2 separate regions of the Mus musculus genome follow, and region 2 is linked to region 1. Evidence: chromatin contacts called from public Micro-C data. All regions are on one chromosome and are shown on one strand. Each heading gives the region's core, a stretch centred on a gene start, on an enhancer-like site or on the middle of the called end of the contact. The rest is flanking DNA. Distances are from core to core; before and after follow the strand shown.

Region 1 (5,447 bases), core at 2,743-5,242:
AACTATATATCACATCATTTTTTTCTCATTTTTCCTTAAGTCATTTTTAAAAAACAAAATTATAAACAAATTTATGTAAGTTTATATTTGTATTATAGATAAATGCACTACCTGTACATACACACACACACACATTTTCTCCCCTATAATTGTACACCTGGGATGGGTTCATTCAATTTTCTCACAAACCAAATCTGCTCACTTCAGCATGAAGTTGTTCAAGTCAGCACCCTGCCCTGGTGAGCTCAGCTCTTTGTTAGTTGCAGAGCCCTGGGAAGCCAAACAATGTGTTTAAAACACCCAGGCTATCTGGGTACGAGGGTACACACACCTGTATCCTAAGATCGGACAGTGACCCGGGGGGCGGGGGATGGGGTTGGCTGTGAGTTCAAGGCTAGGCTGGGATGCATGGCAAAACACTGTCTTAATGCTCACCACAGACACACACACCAAAAGCAAGCAAGCTACCAAGTGTCCACTGAAGGACTTAACCTTAATCTAGCTAGGACCTTGGATAGGCACATTTTGCTCACAAAGCAAGAACCCCTTTAACTATGAAGGAGGTGTGTGGCTATTAGGACACATGCTTTCCAACACTGAGCGCCAAGGAGTCCTCGTCAAGCTGGGTTGTGCCAGCCGGGCTGAACTCCAGGGAGGACTAAGCCATAGGTGTGTTTATCATTCCTATCGGTGCTCAGAACAGAACCCAGGGCCCCCCTCGCACACGCTGAGCAAATGCTCCTACCACTGGGCAACACTGCCAGCCCTAAAGTATACTTTAATAATATTGCAGGTGTTGCCTTCCCTGCACAGAGATCCTTCTGTTTCTCATTTTTTTTTTCTACCCTGCCCAGCCAACCTTGTTCTTTCCCTTCATGGAAGTGGAAGGGCGATGGTGCCGAAATGTAAGCCCAAAGTCTCTGCTATGTCCCAAGCTTCTCCCAGAGTGACCTCCATCACCAAGCCTCAAACCAAACAAACAGAAACGGAAACCTATTTAAAGACATCCTTTCTGCCACTCCTAATCCACAGCCTGCTGCTAACTGGTGGAGGGGCATCCCTGCCTGCTCCCAGAGCAACACTGGAATACCCAGCTATTTCTCACCTGCTTCCTAGCAGTGTGGGACACCCAGTCCTCTCTGAGTGAACAGAACCCAGACGGTCTGCGGCTCAAACGTAGGAGATGTGAGGGTAGATTGGGGATTTCTTTTCGCTTGTATTGGTTTTGTTTGAGGCAGTCTCACTATGGAAGCTAAGATGGAACTTAACTAGGCAGCCCGAGATGGCTTCCAATTTTGCCTCTTCCTGCCTGAGCCTCACAGTGAGTGCTAGGATTTCAGGTGTGCTCTACCTCAGCCAAGCACAGATGAGCTTTTTGGAGTTGACTTCATCCGTAGTTTCTTGGTTCCTGTTGAGAACATCCAAGGCCACTGTCTGTGAATCTCAAGGTTTATTCCAAACTGCACAATCCAAGAAGTCAAGGCCAAGTTTATACATTCTCCCTCCTGAGGCTCTCCGGAGGGGTTAAAGGCATAGCTCTGAGGTCTGTGTGGCTGGAGGAACTAAAGACTCTAGAGAGAGACTTCAACTGCCCTCCCACCCTCGGGTGAGTCCTCTGATAATATTAACACAGAGCTTCCTGCTACCTCTGAAGTGGGTCCCTGAACTTGGGAGGCCTGGAACACATGATGCAAACAAGGGTGTGCCTGTCTCTTGCTGCAGAGTGCCTTGCCATAGCTCCGGTGAGTGTGAGAGGATGTGGGTCAGAGGCCTCTCCAGACTGTGGTGCAAGAAGCCTCCTGTAACACAGGTCCTGCCTACACTAGCCAGCCGACTGAGCAGAACTCAGCCACTCACAGAGGCAGCACAGGAGAGCTGTGTGTGTGTGTGTGTGTGTGTGTGTGTGTGTGTGTCCGTCCACAAACACTTTAGTTTGCTCTTCTTTTCTCCCCATGAATCTGGCCCCACTTGTGACTATTAACACCTGCTTTCAGGTCGCCAGAACAAGAATAAAACTGCAGCACAGCCACGCGTACCCTGGTCTTGTCGCCTTCCTTTTAAAGGCTGAAAATTCCAGGGAAAGGGAGAGAAAGTTGGTTTTTAAACTCGGTTCACATTTTAAAAAATAAAAATAAAAACACGTTTCTGGAGTCGAAATAACATCTTTCATAGTTAACCAAATTAACTTGTGCATTTATATCCTCGATACTATATAATTTGCAGTAAATGTTAAAATTTCCCAAATTGTCCCTAAAAATGCTCTTTATAGTGAGATTGTGGGAAGTAGTATCCAGTATAAGACCATACAATGTGCCTGCTTTTTATAGACCTGAAACCTTCATGTCTTTCTCAAGCCACTAAACTCCTCTTAGTCATGTTCTGACTCCTTGAAGACGGGGTCACCTGTCCCAAAGGATGCCAGGTCACTTGGTTGTGTCCAGCACTTTTTCTACTGATTTTCTGCAAGCTGGAAGTTGTATCTCCGTATCCAGATTAAATATTCTGAGGTGTTAGGATTTTAAGCTTTTAGACAGGATCTTATTACCCCACGCTGGGGAAACTCACCATACAGCCAAGGTTGAACTTGAATGTCTGATCCTCCTGCCTCCACCTCCTGAGAGCTAGGATTACAGGTGTGCTTGTTACTCCTGGTTTCTAGTGACGAAGCCTCATCCTCAGCCACTCTAAGAAAAAGTGCTACACAGAAGAGTTGACTTCTGTAAATGATGAACACCTAAGTCACATAGAGTGTCACGCATGCATATACTGCTCAGTGAGACTACATTCATCTTCCTCCTGGGAAACACAGATCCCACTCTGTGTCACACAGAGAGGGGGCTACTTGTAACTGTGTGTAGAATATGGCAATTTGGGAGAAATCTATACAAAAGCTACCAGGATATTTAAAGCCATCACCAAGTGTCCTCCTGCTTTTTCTTTGACTCAGCTCTCTCTCTTTCTCTCTCTGTGTGTGTGTGTGTGTGTGTGTGTGTGTGTGTGTATGTGTGTCATGCCTGCTTGCCTGTCTGCCTGCCTGTCAGTCTGTTGTGTATGTGTGTCCATCTACTTGTGTCTGCTTATATCTATGTGTCTGTGTGTGTATCTATATCTGCCTACTTACCTGTCTGTCAGTCTGTTTGTGTGTGTGTGACTATCTACTTATGTGTGTGTCTGCCTACTTGTGTCTATGTTTCTGTCTTCTTGGAACTGCTTGTGTGTATGTGTGTGTCTGTATGTGTGTGTCTGTGTAGATATTTGTGTGTCTGTCTGCTTGTGTGTCTCTGTGTGTACCTGCTTGTGTGTGTGTATTTGTCTGTGTGTGTCTGCTTTTGTGTGTGTATTTGTCTGTGTGTGTCTGCTTTTGTGTGTGTGTCTGCTTGAGTGTCTCTGTGTGTGTGTGTGTGTGTGTGTGTATTTGTGTATGTGTGCCTGTGTTAGGAGGTGTGCTCATGAACCTTTTTTTTTTTTTTTTTAGTACTGGAGATTGAAACACATGCTAAGATACTAGTCTGCTGTGAGCTACAGCCCCAGCCTTAGGGTCTACTTTTTGACCCTCAGCCTTAACTCTACTCTTAGTATGCTCCTGGGCCAACCTTTCTGGTGACCACAAACCTGTGACAGATCCAGATGGGAGAGAACAAAGATAGGTGAGGCCGGATTCTCCAGGTCTTCAACAGCTATGAATGCCTTTCCTCTTTGGGTGGTGCTGGGGACAAAACCCAGGACCGTGTACACGCTGAGCACACGCTCTGCCACTGAGCCACACACATGGCCTCAATAGCCTCTAATTGAACCTGAAGCTTATTATGAACCCAGTTGGAAACATTTGCCCAGGTTTTAGGGAGCAAACACTCTGTTCTGTGAGCTTGTATCTAATACACATCACCTTAGTGACCTGCTCACGCCACCGAAGCTCAGCACCTTGGAATACAAAGGCTGGAAACCCCCTTTGTTTTCCAGTGTGTGGGGCACGAGCCTCTGACTCATCCTGGAGCCCAGCCAGCCTCTGAGTGCTGCAGGGTGAGCAGGGAACCGGGCAATGCCGGAGTCCCCAAGCACAAGGATCTTCCGACCAAACGAAGCTTCGAAAGCAAACAAATAAATAAAGGGGGTGGAGGCAGGTGCAGGGACACTTGGGACGTACTCACGTCAGCTAAAAGGCAAGGGCAATGCCAGCGGGCGGGCGGGCAGGCGCTGTGCGTGTGCCTGAACGCCTGTAGAACATCTTTGCTTGTGACCTTGGGGGTGACTGTGAGCAAGGTGCTTGTCCTGCCAGCATGAGGACCTGCGTTTGGATCTCTCACAAAAAGCCAACGAGGTGGCCCATGCGTATAAATCCCAGGGCTGGCCAAGCAGAAAGAGTAGGCTCTTTGGGGGCTTGCTTGCTAACCACCTACTTCAGCCTATCCGTGAGCTCCAGGTTTGGTGAACAGCCTCGTCTCAAAGAATCCGCCGAAAGGGCTGGAGAGATGGCTCAGGAGTTAAGAGCACTTGCTGGTCTTCCAAAGGGGTTCAGTTTCTTTCCCCCACATCTGGGTGCTCACAACCTCCTGTGGCTCCAGCTTCAGAGGGTTCGGTGCCCTCTCCTGGCCTCTAAAATTGCTACACCTCTGTCTCTCTGTCTCTCTCTCTTTCTCTCTGACTCACTCTCTCTCTCTCTCTCTCTCTCTCTCTCTGTGTGTGTGTGTGTGTGTGTGTGTGTGTGTGTGTGTGTGTGTGTGTGTGTGTGTTTTAGGAAATGGTCTCTTCTCAACCAAGCTGGCCTTGAACTCACTAACTGACCAAGAATGGCATTGACCTTCCTGCCTTCACCTCTAGAGACTAAACCCGAGGTTTTGTGCAAGCTGGCAAATACTCTACCAATTGAGCTATTATATCCTCAGCCCCCTGGGAGTCCTGGAGATACTTCCTTTAACTTGTTTCTGACACAGAAGTAGAGTTGGGGCAGCTAACCTCATTCATGTCCCTGTAGGAAAGGAACAGGAAAGTTACCTCCATATCAGCTGCCTCAGCTCGATGAGGAAGAGATACCAGATATATATAGGCCTATTACCAAAAACCAGAATGGCAGGTCAGCTATTTAGGGCTTCTTAAGGTGTGCATTAGTCATAAGGCTGGCTGGCACGTGTCTGGGACAAACCAATTCAACAGGAAATTGATCCCATTGCAGTACAATGGGCGTATTCGGAAGCAGGTGTACTACACACAAATGATCTCTGGAAATTGGGGGAGGGTGGTTTTTCTTCCCAAGGCAGAGTGAAGAATCGGGGCAGGGTGGCACAAGCCTATAATCCTAGCATTTAGGAGATGGAGGCAGGAGGACCAGGAATTCAAGGCCAGTCTTGGCTACATAGTGAACTGGAGGCCAGCCTGGCCTACATGAGACCTTGTCTCAAAAAACAGAGAGTGTTGGTCCAGAGACATGGCTCAGTGGTTAAGAGCACTCA
Region 2 (5,561 bases), core at 1,053-3,552, 220 kb after region 1:
TTTACATCTAATATTCTTTAAAAGCATGTATTTTGCAATGTGGCACGATGCTTAAGTAGAATCACAATGATTTTAGTATATATTTTGTTTCTGTTTTCTATATGACGACCATTGTGATATCTTTCTAAAAGAAAATCCTTCAGATGAATCTCTAATTATTTCATTGGATAAATTTTTAGAAATGAGCTTTTGAATTTTTTATTTTTATTGGGGTGGGGGGATTGTATATACATGCCTGTGGGTACTCACAAAGTCTAGAAGATGGTCTAGAAGATTCCTCGGAGTTGTAGTTCCAGGCAGTGGTGAGCTGCCCAACATGGGTGCTGGGAACTGAACCTAAATTCTCTGCAAGATCAGCAAGTGCTCCTTACCCCTGAGCCCTCTCTTAAACCCCCATTTTTTTAAACTGAATATAAAAATGTTTAAGTTATTTAAAACATTGTTTCTTTTTTGCCACATGGCGATCAAACCCAGAGCTTTACAAATGATTGACAAGTGCTCTACCCCTGGCTAAGTCACATTATTTTAAAGAGTCTAGTCCAGATCAGTTAGGACTATGTACAATAATTTAGAATACCTAAGACTGTGGTGTATTTTGACCTTTGAGTAATTGATTAGTTTAATGTGAACCAAGCTGAAACAATGTGCCCTGTAGGAGATGATTGATGTCATTTTCTTTCTCATCCTCCTCTCTCAGGAATAGTTCTGGTAGCTATAAATCCCTATGAGCAGCTGCCTATTTATGGAGAAGATATTATTAATGCCTACAGTGGCCAGAACATGGGTGACATGGATCCTCACATCTTCGCAGTAGCTGAAGAGGCTTACAAGCAAATGGCAAGGTTGGTAGGAACGTGTATTGTCATTGCATGGCTCTTGTTAGATAAGATAGTTTTATTCTTTGCTGTGTCATGGATAATTTAAAGAGAAAAGAACTTGTAAATAGTTACAAGTATCTTTGACCAATTTATATCAAAGTGTCTGAACTATTCAATTAAATATTAAAATCTCACATTTATAAACCGATTATATAGTTTGTTTAAAAATTGCCTTTGGAATCTCATCATGTTCTTGTGACTAAGCAAGGACAGATATTGTGTTTTATAGGTGAGAGAGTTAAAGTTTAGTTGTATAGCATTAAATAACTTCCCTAGTGTCACTCAGCACAGTAACAGACAAACTAAAAGGACTAGTAATCTGTATGATAGCAATGAAAAATATAAAACAGAACATCAGTTATTTGTGTATACCTCTGCAGAGTGTGTCTCATATCACCCACAGAGCTTTAACAGTTTGAGGGCAAAGAATGGAAAATAGAGCACTTTCAAGATAAAATTATGCCCTGAATAATAAATGATATCATATAATGTGAAAGGGTGAGTGCACTGGAAAAAAAACAAAACAAAACTAGTTTCTTAGGCTTACAGGGAGGAAATTGGCATAATATGATGTGGGAAATCCTGAAAACAGTCTATAAAATAGAAAATATAAAATAGATGCTGTAGAGGCTTTTATTTTCTCTTTTGCAACCAGTACACATTTTTGGACCAAAGTGTGATAGAATTTTATAATTATTTCAACTAAAGTACCCATAGAAGTCATTATACCCTTTTAATAATAATAGTACTTATAATAAGTACCAGAGTTAACCATGTGCTATCTCCTCACAAGTTGTTGATTAGCTATTTTTGATTTATTAACAAAATTTATCTTCATAACTTTTTGAATTTGTGTTGTTATAAACTGTATTGCAGTTGGTAAAACTGAGGCTTAGGGAAGTTCTATAATTTTTCTAAGGTCTTATCAATAGGAAGATCATTGTTCAAATTCAGTTAGTCAAATATTAGCATATTAAGTATAAAATATTAGCATATTAAGTATAAAATGGCAGTGAATTAGCAGTATATGTTATAGTATGCTCAGTACTACTATAAAACAGTAATGAATATCCAAAGTTTAAAGCTTAATGTTTAGAAAATTCCATCTGTGAATACATTTTCCTTCAGCTGAACAGAATCTACCAGTACTTGATTTTTCTAGTTTCAGAGCATTGCAGTGCAATGCTGGCACCACTCAGGACGGCCTGAGTCACACTAGTCAGTGAGGGAATCCCACGGACTGCTAGACTCTGAATTTGATCTCTGAAAAGTTTTATACTTAAAGAACTTTACAATCCTCAGAAAATACTTCCTTTGGCTCAAAGGGTCAGAGCAAGAGCCTCGTGCATGTAACACAGTCTCAGCCTCAGTGCTGATCTCAAGTCTGAAAGCGTGGTTTTCATCATTGCCGTGGCAACACTCAAATGTCAGGAGATTCAACTGCTTTCCTGGCACTCTCTTTATCCCACATGATATCCCCGTGAGTCAGCCAGTGTCATTTCTTAACTCAAGGTTGTTTGGTTTGGTGTTCCCCCTTTGCCTAGTTTTCTTTTGTAGAAAGCTTGAAATATGTTTCAGTTAGTTAGAATGTTTATCACATATTAATAAGTCTGTACCCATAAAATCTGCTACAGCCACCAGAGTGTGTCTGCTTTGGTTTAGTCGGGAGTCTGCTGCAGAATCACTCCTCCCTCCCTCCCTCCCTCCCTCCCTCCCTCCCTCCCTCCCTCCCTCCCTCCCTCCCTCCCTCTCTCTCTCTCTTTCTTTCTTTCTTTCTTTCTTTCTTTCTTTCTTTCTTTCTTTCTTTTATTTTACCAAATAAACATGCCAGCTTTCCTGGGTGTGAGTCTTGGTGTTTCACATCACCGCTGTTCCTACAGACCCCTCATATCTTTAGAGGAGATATAACTTATCATTATTGACAGAAATTTCTTAATCACAATCCAAACACCAGGCACTGTCCTGGATATGATACAGCAGCAAACCAGACACAAGTTCCACTCAACAAACAAAGCCTGATAAACAATAAAAGTAGCCGGGCAGTGGTGGCACACACCTTTAATCCCAGCACTTGGGAGGCAGAGGCAGGCGGATTTCAGAGTTCGAGGCCAGCCTGGTCTACAAAGTGAGTTCCAAGACAGCCAGGGCTATACAGAGAAACCCTGTCTCAAAAACAAACAAACAAACAAACAAACAAACAAAGAATAAAAGTAAATGAAGCTTATGCTTATCACCTATCAATAGGATCATTGATTAAACTGGTAGTGTTATTGTAGCAATATTAGCTTTCCTGATTTTGACCATTATAAATAGATAAGAACAAAGCTTAACAAATGTTGTGAAGGCTGTGAAAGTACACATGTTTACAACCTATACTCAAAATGTTGCAGAAAATATTAGAATGGGAGAAATAGAGAAACAGAGCAAATGGGCAGCTCCTGGGTGTGAGCGATGCGTAAGCAGGAGTTCATTTTACAGTGTGTGTAGCTTCTACAAGGTTGAAATCCTATTACAGTAACTTTATGGCAACAAAACAGAGCAAGCAAGCAAGCAAGCATAGAACTCTGGAGATGAAACAGGTAGGAGGCTATTCAATGATTTGAATGAGGAACAGAGACTTAGTTGAAAGTATTAGAGAAGATGTTGAGTAGGGAATAGATTTAAGATGGGACTGGGAACGTGATGCAGGGTAAGAAAGAAGCGAGAGTTAGGATGACCACAAGGATTTGTTCTGAGAGATAGAAGGTTGGCAGTTTCCTTTCTAGAGATGAGGTTTCCTTTGTTCTATAGGAAGAGCAGGTTGTGTGGATGTGGTGGGGGTTAAAGTGATGGGCTTACATCTTGGTTTATTGACTTATTTATGTTTATGAGTATTTTATCTGCATGTATGAATGTGCACCAAGTTGGTGTAGTGCCTGAAGAAGCCAGAAAGGAGCCTAGTGGCAAGTAGCTTTAGCTGTTAGGCCATTATGATAGCCCAGTTTTAGTTAGAAATGTCTATGCCCCATCTCCATTCTAAACATGCTCCTTAGAGGACAGTGCTCTCGTGGAATACTGCACCCTCTTACATTTAATGAGCCTGTTGACTTCTAGAGGAGAAAGGGCAAATGGAGTTTGAGGTCTGTCTTTCTGCTTGTATTCCTTCTCTCACATTCTTACTTGTCCTTTTTCACACTAAACCTGACTGATTTTTTTCACTCTGTCTGTGTGTGTACATGTGTGTGCATGTATGTGCATGTGTGTTTGTGAGTGTGTGTGCACACAGAGGAAAACATGTGGGAGTCAATTCTTTCTCCATCATCTGAGTCTTAAGTATGGACTTAGTTCCAAGCCAAGTGACTGCCTGCTGAGCCGTCTCACTGGCTCCCTGATTGTTTTCCTTCACCAAAGTCACAGAATTATTTTCATTAAACCACCAAGATTTAGTTTTGTTTCCTTATAGTCATTTGTTGTAATATTATCTTAATTTTATGTATTTCCTGTCCTGTGTGAGTCACAGGGCAATGTTCCTAAGTTTTACTTACAGCTTTGATTTTTTTTTTTTATTTAAAAAGTTAGTACTGTGTAGTTAACCTTGGTTTAGTTTAAAAAAAAATACTGTGTGTTCTAATTGCGTCTCCCCCAATTAACCATAGAACTTAAAACTTAGGATCTCCATGGATTTCACTTTTATCAACTGTAAGATGGACCAGTTTCACAAGTGGCCTAACTTGACCTTACAATGTTCTGTGAAATGTATTTGTTGTCTTTATGTTTGATTAGATCAATGAATGGGCCTTTTTCTTCCTAGTGAAGGACAGAGCATGCATGCTAAGAAGTGACATAGCAAAGCAAGAGGAGCCTACCATAGACCTCCCCGTACCCCTCGAGTTAGGGGTGTATGCTATAACAACTCACTGTCTTGGCATACTAGTCACCAACCTTAAGCAAACTAACTTTGGTTGTTTTCTGCAAAGAGGAAAAGAGTGTCTGTCCCTATTATTCCAGTTATTAAATTATATTGGCTAATAAGTACAGAAACACTTTGAAAAATATTAAGTCGAATCTGATACAAGCTCTCACCTTCATCATTGTGAAGCATCATCTCTGCACTCTCCTTCCAGCCATTTAGGTGTGTCATCCGGTTTTATTACTTCTGACTTTATTTATTACCAGGCCTTTCTTAGCCACCCTTCTTTCATTTAGTTATGTGGTTTCTGAATGCTCTAGTATCCTGACGTCCGTTGGCTAAGTAGAAAATGACTCTTATGGATGGTGAAATCTCTTCTGTTAACAACTGTGACTCAGGTAGCATGTAGTGCCAAGTATCCTACTTATATAACAGGCTTGGTGTAATGCCTGCTACCTTATAAGGCTGATTGAACAGATGCTTTGTGACCTCCAGGCAGTATATGCTAAGTCAGGTTTGGTACCGTGTGTGTATGCCCTGTGCTATAGTTTGAATATACAATGGTTCCAAAGGTTTGTGTGCAGAAGACTTGGTAGTGTTATCGAGAGACAGAACAGGTGCACTAACTTCTCCAAGGACTTAGTCCATTGATGAGTTCCAAGCTGAGTAAGCCATTAGGAAATGCAACCATTAGAAGGAAAGAAGCTGCTGGGAATATGTCAGGGTTTCTCTTATCCATTCCACCTTCTCAGCTTTGTCTGCTTCCTGTCTGCATGAGGTGAGCAGCTTTGCTT

The links. A called contact is a pair of places that touch in the nucleus more often than the background predicts.
Region 2: a contact with region 1 is called in a Micro-C map of granulosa cells, with 2.0 times the contacts expected there. The contact joins two enhancer-like sites. A contact is called at or near these places in 6 of 484 Hi-C or Micro-C datasets (adipose-derived mesenchymal stem cells, bone marrow-derived dendritic cells, cortical neurons and 3 more).

Annotation. Positions count from the first base shown.
Region 1 is chr9:74,905,434-74,910,880 of GRCm38.p6, forward strand. No RefSeq gene overlaps it. Among named protein-coding and RNA genes, the nearest start is that of Gm38678, 42 kb to the left of the region's middle. Within about 2 kb of position 3,993, at least 81 of the 459 cell types and tissues checked have an H3K27ac peak or open chromatin away from gene starts, as enhancers often do. A contact at or near this core is called in granulosa cells, where this site is marked.
Region 2 is chr9:75,122,214-75,127,774 of GRCm38.p6, forward strand. Myo5a (myosin VA) reads left to right here. Exons shown (of 41, transcript NM_010864.2): 4 at 698-842. Among named protein-coding and RNA genes, the nearest start is that of Myo5a, 54 kb to the left of the region's middle. Within about 2 kb of position 2,303, at least 73 of the 459 cell types and tissues checked have an H3K27ac peak or open chromatin away from gene starts, as enhancers often do. A contact at or near this core is called in granulosa cells, where this site is marked.